3 separate regions of the Sus scrofa genome follow, and all the other regions are linked to region 2. A link is a contact called in public Hi-C and promoter capture Hi-C data. All regions are on one chromosome and are shown on one strand. The core of a region is the stretch at or near the end of the contact, and the rest is flanking DNA. Distances in the headings are between cores, read along the strand shown. Region 1 holds the start of PHLDA3 (pleckstrin homology-like domain family A member 3). Region 2 holds the start of IPO9 (importin-9). Region 3 holds the start of PPP1R12B (protein phosphatase 1 regulatory subunit 12B).

Region 1 (4,809 bases), core at 596-3,095, 280 kb after region 2:
CTCTGCAGAGGCTGCCTCTCTTCTCTCAGGGCTTGACCACTCCCTCTCCAGAGGGGTGTTCTGAGAGCTAGGGAGGTGGCCGCATGTGTGTCTGTGTGTGTGTGTCTTGCAACAGAGTGGTGGGTGGGAAACCGCCAGCTCCTGACTTGGCTGCTGTGGGGAGGGCACCGCTCCCTCCACCCTGGCTCTCCCAGCGCCCGTTAGGCTCTATGTCAACCAGGCAGGAGGCTGGAAACACAGGGTGTGGGTACAAAGAGGTCTCATTACTATCGTTATTACAAATCATTATTCCCATCAGCATCTATTATTAGCATGTCTATGAATAGGTCCCCAAGAAATGGGTAGTCCTTCAGGAGCTGACTGAGCCGGGGGCAGGCGAGGACCGGGGACGGCCATCTGCCGGTGCCTTGTCTCCATCCTCCACAGTCGGTAAAAGTGGGGGCAGGTGTCCTAGGCCTTTCACCGATGTTATCTAACTTAATCCCTAGAGATCGGTGATGTAAGAATCAATGCATCTTCCCATCTGATGGAGGAGGAAACTGGAGGATAAAGAAGTTGCCGGAGGTCCTGTTGTGGGGCAGCGGAAATGAATCCAACTAGGAACCATGAGGTCTCGAGTTCAATCCCTGGCCTCACTCTGTGGGTTAAGGATCCAGCGTTGCTGTGAGCTGTGGGTTGCAGACAAGGCTCCGATCTGGCGTGGCTGTGGTGTAGGCCGGCAACTGTAGCTCCGATTGGACCCCTAGCCTGGGAACCTCCATATGCTGTGGGTGCGGCCCTAAAAGGACAAAAGACAAAAGACCAAAAAAAAAAAAAAAAAAGTTGCCCAAGGTGGGCTGGACATGGCCCCCCCAGGAGGAAGAGTTGAGATTTGAAACCTGAAGAGCTCAGGCCTTCACACCATACTCTCCAGCCAGAAATGGGGGAGGGGGCTTCTTCCTACCTCCCCCCTCCCTCTTCAGCTCAGTATCCAGGGGGCTGGGCTCGGGGGAGCAGCACTGAATCTGCAAAGGGGAATAGCACAGGCCTGGGGCTGACTCCACCGGTGCGGAGTCTATGTGGGCTGGGCCCGGCCCCTCAACATCTATGCGGGCTGAGCCAGGGCCCCCTCCATGTGACGAAGAGGATGCAGCAATGACTTAGCCAGGTCACCAGTGTGTGTGTGTGGGTGGTGGTGGGGGGGTGTGTCCCTCCTCCCCCTCCTCCACCGCAGGGAGGCTGAGGGACCTCAAGACTCCTCAGTCCCAGGCTGGCACTGGGATGGGGGCAGGAGTAAGAGGGTGGGCGTGGAGCAGAGACAGCTGCGGGCAGCCTCTTTGGGCCCCTGCACTGAGAAATCTGCCCCTGGGGGCGGAACCCAGTTTGGGCTTGATTCCCAGCCCCTTCCCCCATCCCAACCCCAGGATCTTCCTCATTTTTCTGATTTCGCAATGCCAGGCAGGAGCTGGCCAAGATGGGAAAGGGGGCAGAGACGGGGGTTTGGGAAGCATCCAGCAGCTGTCTGGCGCGCGCCCCCACCCCTCCCCGTGCGAGTCCCAACCAGTGCCACCGCGGAGCAACCCCTCCTCCCAAGCAGCGACCCCCGGAGTCCAAGATCTGGAGGAGCTGTGGTCCCAGGAGCGGCAGATGCGAGGCCCCAGGGCTCCGGCCGTGGGTCAGCAGCTCTCTCGGTCCCTGCGCCCCTTGCCCGGCGTCCAGGGCCCGCAGGATGACCGCGCCCCGCCCCCAGGCCGGCCAGGCTGCGCAAGGGAGAGGAGGGGAGGGGAAGGGAGGGGAGGGGAGGGAGGGCAGGCCCGCCCCCCTCCGGGCAGGAATGCGCCGCGCAGGAGGCGGGCCCGGGACATGTGAGGGCACATCCCCGGAGCGGCCGCCCAGCGCGCAGACGGCCGGCGGAGCGAGCGGGCCAGCGATCGGGTGAGCGCGCGGCCGGGGCTCTTGGGCCCGGGGCGGGGTCGGCGCGGAGCAGCGGCGGGGAGCTCGTGCGGAGAACCGGCGGGGCGGCCCGGCCCGGCCCCGCGCCCGCGCCCATGACGGCGGCCGTGCTCCGGGAGGGCGTGCTGGAGAAGCGCAGTGGCGGGCTGCTGCAGTTGTGGAAGCGCAAGCGTTGCGTGCTCACCGAGCGCGGGCTGCAGCTCTTCGAGGCCAAGGGCGCGGGCGGCCGTCCCAAGGAGCTGAGTTTCGCCCGCATCAAGGCGGTGGAGTGCGTGGAGAGCACGGGGCGCCACATCTACTTCACGCTGGTGACCGAGGGCGGCGGCGAGATCGACTTCCGCTGCCCGCTCGAGGACCCCGGCTGGAACGCGCAGATCACCCTGGGCCTGGTCAAGTTCAAGAACCAGCAGGCTATCCAGACGGTGCGCGCGCGGCAGAGCCTGGGGGCCGGGACCCTGGTGTCTTAAGCCGCGGACGGACGTCTCCGCTCCACGCGGCCCATTGACGCAGCGCGGAGGTGGTGTCAGGTGAGCCTTGGGGTCCGAGGTCCCCTTCTCTCTTCCCTCCCGTTTCCTTTCCTCAGCGGAGAAAATGGGGGCCTCCCACCCGCGTGCCACCTCACAGCTGGACCCTCCTAAGGGCCACCGAGCCCGGAAGGGCTGGGCCTGGGGCGGAGAGCCTGACTTTCCCCTGGCACCAGGCGTGGGGACCTGAAAGTGACCCCTGCTTCTGAGGAAGGTGGGCAGGAGGGGCCTTCCCCAGGTTGGTTCTGCCCTGACTCAGGTGGAGGAGGCCAGGACAACTCCGCAGGCTGCTGGCCCCTACCCACCAGGGCAGGGCTCCTGGGCTGTGGCTTTCTGGGGCCAGGGGCGGGCAGAGGGGGCATGGACTGGCCCCGCCCCTTCTGCTGGCATGGCGCTGGTTGGGAGGGTGAGCGAGGAATTGATGCAGGAGGACAGCTGCCCTCAACTAGTAGGGTCCCACCAGGTTGGGACCAGAAGGGGGAGTCCTAGCTCCCAAAGTGGGTTCCTGGTGGGGGCTTGGCTAGGCCGGGCCTGGGAGCTTCACTGCCCACTCTTGACTGTGAGCTTTGGGTCCCAGGGCTGAGCTGTTGGGAAACCCAGGGGATGTGGTGGATGGGCGGGCCAGGCCACTGATGCCTAGAGGGGTGGCCCTGTCCACCTGCCCCTGAGCGCCCCTGAGTTCTGGACCGAGGAGGGGGTGGGGGGATGGCCTCACGGTGAGGTATTTGTGATGTCTTAATCCTCCTTGGGCAGTAGGGCAGGGGGTGGGGGCGGGTTTGTGGTCAGAAAGCCGGAGGGGAGGAACCAGGAATAGAACCCAGAAGCCCTGGCTCCCGGCCCTGTGCCCTCTTCCCCAGATGCTGCTCCCTCCTGTGGGAACCAGGAGCAGGGTTGGGGAAGGATCTGGCTGTCACTGAAAACCTATATCTCCTGCCCCTCTGCCCCCTCCCCTCCCCCCACCGCCCTCGTATTGCAGCCTCTCACCTTACCAGGTGGACCCCCTGCAAGCCTAGGCACCTGCTGGTTGGTGCTGCCCACCCATTGACCCTCCTGGTCCCTCCTCTTTGGAGCAGTGGCAGGAGGCTGAGGCCCGGCGGGAGCAGACCTACATCCTGGGAACTGATCCTCTGGATCCCCCAGGCCTCAGGGACCCTTGGTCCAGGGTGTTGTGTGGTTGCTGTCGGGTAGGGCAGCTCTAGTGTAAAACAGCTCCTATGGCTGCTCATCGCCCCGTCTCATGTCTGCTGCCCTAATTGCTGTTCTTTCTCACCAGCCCCCTGCCTCTCCAGCTTTTGCGGGCCGACTGCCCCATCGGGCAGGGTGGAAGCCATGGACGCGTGGAAGAGGCGTGGGAACCTAAGCCTTGCCGGGCCTGGGAGGAGGGCAGATGGCCACGTGGGGCTGAGGATGAAGATTCAGCCCTTGTAGATGCAGACTCTCGGGATGGACCAGCTCAGACCTTGCAGCCACCTGCCTGGCCTCCGAGATGGTGACGGGAGCTGGCATCACAGACCCCTCCCGCCATGCCCTGCCATCTGTCCTGCAGACTACTCTTGGTCCCCGGGCTTGGGCCATGCCTGGAGGAAGGCAGACCCCCGGGGGCGCTCAGCCAGCGCCTCAGGACTCAGGAGGCCAGCCTGACGCTCAGAAGAGGAAACTCCCCACCCCAACTCCCCTCTGGATTCACTTTGGCGGGGGTCACTGATGGGCCTGCGGCCCACGCTTTGGGGTCGTCTGCTGCTTGGGTCCTTCTGGGACCCCCACCCATTCAGGCCTCTCTTTGCACAGTTCTTCCCCCTCCTGCCCATCTTCTCCCCACTGCAGTGCTAGGCCTGGAGGTGGTGGGGGTGGTCGGGGGTTCAGCCATTACCATTTCATTACCATTTCATGCCTATCCCAACCCGCAGCCGCTCTGCCTGCAAAGGCAGCGCTCACACTGTTCACTGAATGAAATTCTTTGCCCACAAAGACCTGGTGTTTGGAACATCTGTTTCCTCACCCCCACTTTCCCAGTCTGCATCCCACCCCTAAACTTCCAGGCTGGGGAGGGAGAGACCCTGGAGCCCAGGGGACAGGACCTCAGAGGTCCTAGGAGGGAGAGACTATGAGACCGGGACGGGAGGTGTTGCCCTGGCCAGCTCAGTCTCCAGAGATGCCCCTTTTGTTTTTTTATGGCTGCACCTGCAGCACATGGAAGTTCCCCAGCCAGGGGTCGAATCAGAGCCGTGGCTGCAGCTGCCAGCCTACAGCGCAGCCATGGCAACATGGGATCCGAGCCACATCTGTGACTTAGGCAACACGGGATCCTTAATCCACTGAGCGAGGCCAGGGATCAAACCTGCATCCTCATGGA
Region 2 (4,191 bases), core at 1,613-4,112:
GGCAAGTTATTTCTTGGAAAACATCAGCTGGCAGACTGAGTAACCGACCAGGATGTACTCTGGGCTCCAGCACCTCAATTTCTAAGATAACTGCTTCTCAAAATCTGCTCTGCCCCAGAATCTGGTCAGAGTAGGTCACCCTCGCCTGTCTGTCCGCTGAACAGGCAGCTGATAACTGACCTGTGTCTTTCCCCCAAAAAAAACCAAATTAGAGATTGTTCCACATAATCTCCAAGACCAGGGGTCAGCACCTGACAGCTGAGGAGGTAGCACACCCGTGTCTGTCAAGGGAACGTACTGGTTAATCTTAAGGATCAGTTGGGACCAATCTCATCTGTAAGGTAACGAGAAATGGCTCGTGAAGACAGTATGGCAAGTTCCTGTGTAGGGCAGTGGGATGAGGATCTGGTGTTGCCACAGCTGGAGCACAGGCTGCAGCTGCGGTACAGGTTCAATCTCTGGCCCAGGAACTGCCACATGCCACAACAGCAGCCAAAAAATCCCCACGGTTATTCGAGAGGACAGAGGGACTGTAAACAAGCAGATTTGGCTGTCATCCAACCTTGGGCTTCATGAAACCAAAAAAGGATCAAAAGAACACAAATAGTAATAGACACCAACTCCCAGATGTCTTGTTAACTTCAAGTGTGAAGGAAGTGTGCTTCCTAGGACCAGAAAGCAAGGTTTCTTCTACTGGATAAAACTCAAATGTGAAGCAACTCCAAACAGTGGAAAAGGTTCATTCATTTGCAAGAATGGCTTCTGACCTTGGCCGGCAGGGCGTACCAACAGAGCAACACCCTGCCAGTTTCATCGGGCCAGGCGACTGGCTAAGCCTGGCCAGGAAGCCAGCTGCTTTATTTCCACAAAAGGAGGGCAATGATTAGCAAAGAAGCCCACCACGCTAAGGAGATGCATGAGATTCAAACGGACTACAACAGAGGAGGTACCCAGGACTTAATGGGCAAAGACAATCTGTTAAAGGCCACAAGAGGAACAGAGAAAAGCAAGGTACTGAATCTGAGGAATGGATCGCCATTCTCCATCTCAAAGAGAGGTTACCGAAAGGCATGAATTTCTACAGTTTTTATTTATTTTTTATTTTATTTTTTTGCTTTATGGCCACACCTACAGCATATGGAGGTTCCCAGGCTAGGGGTCAAATCGGAGCTACAGCTGCCGGCCTGCACCACAGCTCATGGCAATGCTGTGATCCCTGACCCACTGGGAGAGGCCAGGGATCGAACCTGCATCCTCATGGATACTAGCTAGATTCATTTCCGCTGCACCACAATGGGAACACCCAGTTTTTAAATAAAAAGAAGGAATTAGGCTATTTAGAAACACAAACCACCTCCAAAGGGTCCCAAATACCACATTCAACTCCAAAAACTTGATTCAACCTTGCAGGTCATACCCTAAACCTTCAACTTTATGCAAGCAATAACTTGAATGTGATGAGGTTCCTCTGCTTTGTCACTTCATACTCAAGGGAGACAGATTGTGAATAAAGGAATTTTACCCAGGAGGCTATAATAACTCCCACAGATCAACCTATGCATGGCTCCCAGAGAGCTTTCTTCTATCCCGAGGTTGCTCCTCTTGCAGTGTCTGACATTTTCCAGAACAATGACAGCTCCAACTAGGCCTTCAAAAACCGGGTCCCTAACCTGTTGGATCCCAAATCTCTAAGTATTTCCAAGAGAAGTGACTTAGTTTTCAATGGTGCTCCATGTCGTGGGAGGACGTTACATTTAAAGGAAAGCTGTTTTAAGTCTTTTTCAACAAAAACCCTAAGTCCAGTAGGAGGGCCACTGCGAGGTTCTGAGAGTGCCTGGTCAGACCACCGGCAATTTGAGTGCTGGTGGAACCTCCCTGCTGAGCTGGGGGAGCGGAGCCCCGACGGACCAGACGCATTTCTGACATAAAGCCCGAGAGGATTTCTCTCCTCTGGGTTCAGGATCAAACTGCCCGTGTAGCAAGGCTCCCCCGGGCCTGGGGAAGGCCCGCTGGGCAGGAACTGACAGGCGACCTCAAGCCAGAGGCTCGTTCTTTCCTCCATCATTCTCAAGCCTATACTAGGAGGATGCGGACAAAGACTCAAAGACAAAGGATGATCAGCTTCCCCGAGCAGTGCCAACCACTCCGAAAAGCCCCGGGGAGCGCGCGGGAGGGGAGGCGGCCGCACAGGCGTCTGACTGATTCCCGGGGAGGCGCGCGGAGGCGCGGTCCCGCCAGGTCTCCGGCCCACGGCCGCGGCCTCAACCCCGCCGCCCGCTCGCCCAGCCCCGCGCTCCCGGCCGAGAGCGAGCCCGGGCCCGCGCTCAGCGCGCCTGCCCCGGACCCTCCGCGCCGCCGCCCAGGGTCCTCCCGGAGCCTCCCTCCCTGGACCCTCCCTCCGTGGGGCCCTCCCTCCGGGACCCTCCCGCCCCGGATCCTCCCTCCCCGGCCGGCCTCTCCAGGACCCTCCACGCCGCCGCCCAGGCGCCTCCCTCCCGGGGGGACCTTCCCTCCCGGGAGAACCCTCCTTCCCCACCGGCCTCCCTGACTAGCCTCCCCAGGACCCTCCCTCCCCAGCCTGCGGTCAGCGCGGCCCAGGTCAGCCGCCCTCGCGACGACCCGCCTCACTCACCCTCTGTCACCTCCAGCACTTTGATCTGCTCCTCGGCGGCCGCCCGCACTTCCTGCACCGGAGACAGGATCCCGGTGAGCGTATCCACCAGCGCCTCTTTCAGCCCTTGGGCCACCGGCCCCGGCAGCCCCGAGGCCGCGCCAGCCGCCGCCGCCGCCGCCATCTTTCTCCCGCCGCGCGCCAGCCCCGCGGCCCGACCCGCCGCCGCCGGACGGCTCCCGCGCGCGGCCAATCCGCGAAGCCGCGCCTGCGCACAGGCCGGGCGGGCGCGCGAGGGGCGGGGCAGCGGCATGAGCCTCCCGAGACAGCGCCGCCTGCGGTGGAGACAAGAACTGCAGCGCCTCAGCGGGAAGCCTGTCGAGTGAGCCCCCGCGAGGTGCGGGCTCCCCGACGGCCGCAGACAGCGCGTGGGCAGCCTTGGCCGCAGCTCAGGCCAAGACCTGTACCTCCTCTTGCACGGATCCTTTCGGGGTGAGATGCTGCGTTAGGAGAGGGTGGGATGGGAATGAGTGGACAAGGCTTTAGGGAGGGGGTTGGAAGCCGACCTCTTTCCCCCCACAACTAATGAGTCTCTTAATCTCAGATCCTTAAGCGACTGAGCGAGGCCCGGATGGAACATGCATCCTCAGAGAGACCATGTTGGGTCCTTAACCCACTGAGCCACCACAGGGAACTCATCGCAGTTTCAGGAATCCAAAGGGCAGGGAAAGAATCTGAAGTGGGCTGGGCAGAGGGGAGCGGTCATCTTGCAGAGGCCGGGTCCATGGTTTTTCCAGCCAGGTGAGCCTAACCTCATGGTCAGATAGTCGCTGGCCAGGAGAGAGACCTGCGTCGGTAAGGCTGTCCCCTCCAGAGAAAGTACTTATCTGACTATTGGAGAATAAGTCCCATGTGCTGAGAAAGTGTAAATTTTTTCTCCAGGTGAGTTACCACTGGACCTTTAAAGGGTGGAGAGTGAATGCAATGCTTGCCGTGGTAGAAGGATGGTACCATTGTTGGGGTGGGAGGTTCAGACCAAACAGGACAGATGTTTCATAATAAGCTGTTCAGGTTGAATGCCTTAAAATGGTTTCTAGGGATCATGACTTGTTCCTAAGTGGCAAAGAGGACCAGGTAGCCACTCTTAGCCCAGTTCTAAGACCGTGGATGCTAAGCTGTCAACAATCAGGGATCAGGTCACTTCATCTGAGTATTCTTCTGAAAGAATGATTCCTCTCGTGTTTGTCTGTACGTGCAGTATACAAAAGTTCCTGGGCCAGGGGTCAAAAATCTGAGCCACAGCAGTGACAGTGCTGGCTCCTTAACCTGCTAGGCCACCAGGGAACTTTTCCTTGATTGCTTATTTCAGGGAGAGCTCTGAACTATTTGCCACCTCCCTGATAGAGGGCAGAGCTGGGTTGGGTCCCCATAGCAGTTTCCTAGGGGAAAGATTGCCTCCTGGACCCCAAAGTTTCACAGTGGGGAAGAGTAGGATTTGTCATTTTCCTTCTTTGAGTGGCCAGGAGAAGCAGAACTCCATTAGAATGAACAGCCTCTTTTCTCCTAGGTTGATTCACTTT
Region 3 (4,227 bases), core at 391-2,890, 350 kb before region 2:
CAGAACGACTCGCACAGAAAGCAGGACTCGAGAGCGCAGCAGACCCCCGGCCAAAGCACCGGTAACCATGACGACCCGCGGAGCGGGAGGGAAATACAAACACCCGACTGCGGCGGGCGCCGGTCCTGCGAGGTCGGGAACAGCCGGCCGCCGAGCGGCGGCGGCGAGAAGCGGGCTCGCAGCACCCGCGCTGCGCTCACCTGGTGCAGGGCTGTCAGGCCGTCGACATTGGCCGTGTCCACGTCGGCGCCCCGGGCCAGGAGCCGCCTCACCTCGTCGGTGTCTCCGCTGGAGCAGGCAGCCAGGAACACGGCGCCGTCCTCGAAGCGGACCCGCGGGCCCGCGCGCCGACTCTGCGGCTGCCGCCCCGCGCCCGGCCGGTCGGTGGGCTCCTGCTCCGTCAGCGAACCCCGCCAGCGCCGCAGCTGCTCGGCCCGCCGCGCCCGCGCCGACTCGGCCCGCTTCCCGCCCAAGTGCTCCAGCTCTGCCATAACGCCGCTGCTCCGAGCCGCCCCGCCGCCGCCTCCGAGCGCTTCAGCCGGGAGAGGAGGGCGGAGACCCACGCGCAGCCATCTTTACTGCTCCGCCGCCGCGCCGCCCGCGCCGCCCGCACGCCCCGCGGCCTCAGCACGCAGTTGCAGCGGCGCCCCGGAGCATCACGGGACTTGTAGTAGGAGAGCCGCGCGTCCCCCACGCCCGGGCGCGCCCGCGCCTGACGGGAACTACAAGTCCCTGGACGGACCGCGAGAGAGGCGCGGTCCGGGAGCTCCCTACTTGGCCGCAGACCTGCGAGGTCACCTCCGCCCCAAGCGGGAGCTGTCCCTGGCCGGAGTCAGCCTCTGTGGGCGTGTTAAGAGTCGTGGTTCATTCTCTTTGCGACTACCAGCTAATTTTGGCTCCCTAATTAACACGTCAATCTTTTGGAGTGGAAAAGGGGTCAGTTGTTATCCCTACTTTCTGTTGCAGAAAACTGGACGGGAAGTACCCAAAACTTTCAAAACTGTGTCCTGGTTCTGAATCCAGAGTTTTATTAACTTAGAGGGCATGAACACGTAGCCCTGAAAAGCCCCTGGGAAGGATGCACGCAGGTACAGCGGAAAGAGCATTCAAATTCAGTTCTCCATACAGAAGTTCTCTGAGCCTGTTTCCTTGATTGTAAAAAGGGGGTAATGTCACCTCACAGGATGGTCCTGTGGCTCGAATAAGACGATATATGCAAGGATACCTAGTGCTATCCCTGGCTTCTATCAGCTCATAATAAATACTAATTTCCCTTCTTTCTCTCTCCTCCTCTTCTCCAGTTTTCGTGGATCTTAAATTATTGGGAGACAGAATGGATGTCATGTGTCTTAAATTATTGGGAGACAGAATGGATGTCATGTGTTCCATGATTTTTTTACCCAAAGCTACAAAAAACGTATACAGAGCAAACACAATACTGCAAGTCAACTATAGTTCAATTAAAAAAAAAAATACTATAGAGCATACAAAACTCCTAAAGCAGCAAGTAGGCCATTTTCATGTTCAAAGAGAGCTTGGTTATAAAACCTGTTAAATAGACTTAGCATTATTACAACATTGTAAATCAACTATACTTCCATAAAGCTTTACAGAAAGTTGACTTAGTAACTATATCCCTCCAGGCTTTAGCCCTGGACAAAACATAAATAATTTTTTTTCCATAATGAAAGAGATCATATACAATTATTAGGTTCTTTAAACTTTCAGTTTTTCACTAAAAAAAATGTTGCAAGGAGTTCACATTTTGACTCAGCAGAAACAAACCCGACCAGTATCCATGAAGATGTGGGTTCAATCCCTGGCATCACTCAGTGGGTTGAGGATCCTGCGTTGCTGTGGCTCTGGTGCAGGCCCGCGGCTACAGTTCGGATTAGACCCCTCCTAGTCTGGGAACCTCCATGTGCTGTTGTGTGGCCCTAGAAAAGGCAAAAAGACAAAAAAAAAAAAAGATTAGGTCATTGTGAAGGGAAACTTTATTATATTCTATCATGTGAACATTTGTCTGTGCTTCACTTTTTCCTGAGATGAGCTGAGAAGCAAATGAAAAGGGACACTTAGATATAAAATATGCTTAGTAATACTCTATCTAAATATGCTTAATTTGGAGTTTCCGTCGTGGTTCAGTGGTTAACGAATCTGACTAGGAACCATGAGGTTGCAGGTTCGATCCCTGCCCTTGCTCAGTGGGTTAACGATCCGGCGTTGCCGTGAGCTGTGGTGTAGGTCGCAGATGTGGCTGGGATCCTGAGTTGCTATGGCTCTGGCATAGGCTAGCAGCTACAGCTCCGATTAGACCCCTAGCTTGGGAAACTCCATATGCCACGGGAGCAGCCCAAGAAATGGCAAAAAGACAAAAATAAATAAATATGCTTAATTAGGTATCCTTAAATTCTTCATAAATGCTAATTAAGTTATTAGCATCTTGGTGAACTGTGAATAACAATGTATATAAAAATAAAAGATGTAATACTGTATACTTTATATAGCCATGTGTTCCTTGCATTAATTTAGTTACCACAGAACTTGTTATACTTCATCATCTACTGGAAATCTGTATGAGAGGTGTTCCCATCATGGCTCAGTGGTATCAAACCCGATTAACATCCATGAGGACAAAGGTTCCATCCACTCAGTGGTTTAAGGATCCAGTATTACCATGAGCTGTGTTGTAGGTCACAGACGTGGCTCGGATCCTGCAATGCTGTGGCTGTGGCATAGGCTGGCAGCTACAGCTCTGCTTTGACCCCTAGCCTGGGAACTTCCATATGCTGCGGGTGTGGCCCTAAAAAGGCAAAAAACAAAACAAAAACAAAAAACAAACCCAAAACACTGGTTCTTGATAATAAAATTACAAAAAAATAAAATTCTGTATGAGATTGACTTTGTAGCTTGTCAACGTGGAAACTCTTATTTCAACTCAGCCTCTTGCTGATAATTAAAATTGCCCACAAGCTCTCAAATAGAACTGTCCCTATAGGATAAAAGAAATATTGATATTAAACTAGATAGGAACCTAACCCTCTTCAGGAAACCATTATTAGCTTAAACTCTGCCAGTCTAGAAAATCAAAAAGCAAGAGAAGGGCAAGGTTTCAGCATCATGCAAATTGCAGAAACCTCAGGAAGCACATCTCTGACAGCAATCCACATGCACCATCTTAATATTATGATGCTGGTACATGACAGTTTCTCAAAAAAAAAAAAAAAAGAAAGAAAGAAAGTATGTAGAATTGGACCACATGTTTTACTTACTGATTTTCTAATAAGCATTTTTTAGCTTGGGTAAAAATTTCATGAATTAATAATGTTACTTTTTTTTTGGTCTTTTTAGGGCTGCACCTGTGGCATATGGAAGTTCCCAGGCTATGGGTCAAAGCAGAGCTGTAGCTGCCGGCCTACCCCACAGCCACAGCAACGAAGGATCCAAGCCTCATCTGCGACCTCCACCCCAGCTCAGGCAAAACCAGGTCCTCGATCCACTGAGTGAAGCCAGGGATCAAACCCATGTCCTCAAGGATACTAGTCAGGTTCCTTACTGATGAGCCACAAGGGGAACACCAATAATGTTACATTTCTCTCAGCTGTATTCTTTTCACATTCAGTATCAGGAAAGAATAAATATCTGCCTTCCCTTGTGTAAGTAAGCTAAAATTAGCCAAGTCTAAGTTAAATCTTTACTATCCCAAGAGGTATGAACTTGAATTTCAATAGGAAAAATTCAGTCTCAATACTGGGAAGTTCCAGTGAGCACTGGAACTATCTATTTTACTGTATCTATTTTACTTGTGTTTTTCCTGAGGTAGTAAGAATGTGTTACACTCTCTGGAGATTTTAAAGAAAAATGTAAGTAGCTAAATTCCATGGATAATTAAAAGGCATGTATCTTCCAGCTATGTGATTACAGAAAGCAGTGATAATTATTATAATCTAAATAATTTAACTAGCTCAGCCCCCCACAAAAGGCCACAAGAAATAAAACATAATCAATCTGGGCATGATGACTTGAAAGTTTTTTGCAATTAAAATCATCTAAGTTCTTTTTCTGAAACATCTTCCCCCAACCAGGGCTGAGTATAAACTTATACAATAAACTTATATGATTGTTTACTATCAGTAAACAAACATGATAGTTTGGATTTCCTAAATATTCTAAAGAAAATAATATTTTATGTACCAGTGGATAAATCCCGACAATCCTGTGTATTAA

The links. Promoter capture Hi-C pulls out the DNA fragments that hold promoters and counts their contacts. Hi-C and Micro-C count contacts between places; a contact is called where the count stands out from the background.
Region 1: a contact with region 2 is called in a Hi-C map of skeletal muscle, with 5 times the contacts expected there. The contact joins the promoter of PHLDA3 here to the promoter of IPO9 in region 2. A contact is called at or near these places in 1 of 47 Hi-C or Micro-C datasets (skeletal muscle) and 1 of 2 datasets of contacts at active chromatin or transcription factors (alveolar macrophages).
Region 3: a contact with region 2 is called in a promoter capture Hi-C map of liver, with 4 times the contacts expected there. The contact joins the promoter of PPP1R12B here to the promoter of IPO9 in region 2. A contact is called at or near these places in 1 of 5 promoter capture datasets (liver) and 1 of 47 Hi-C or Micro-C datasets (liver).

The regions. Positions count from the first base shown.
Region 1 is chr10:23,824,464-23,829,272 of Sscrofa11.1, reverse strand. PHLDA3 (pleckstrin homology-like domain family A member 3) reads left to right here and starts at 1,845. Exons shown (of 2, transcript XM_003357675.5): 1 at 1,845-2,459; 2 at 3,730-4,809. The coding sequence starts at 2,028. The coding sequence ends at 2,399.
Region 2 is chr10:24,108,797-24,112,987 of Sscrofa11.1, reverse strand. IPO9 (importin-9) reads right to left here and starts at 2,862. Exons shown (of 24, transcript XM_021064520.1): 1 at 2,633-2,862. The coding sequence starts at 2,795.
Region 3 is chr10:24,461,416-24,465,642 of Sscrofa11.1, reverse strand. It overlaps PPP1R12B (protein phosphatase 1 regulatory subunit 12B), which reads right to left and starts at 1,640. Exons shown (of 25, transcript XM_021064548.1): 1 at 201-1,640. The coding sequence starts at 491.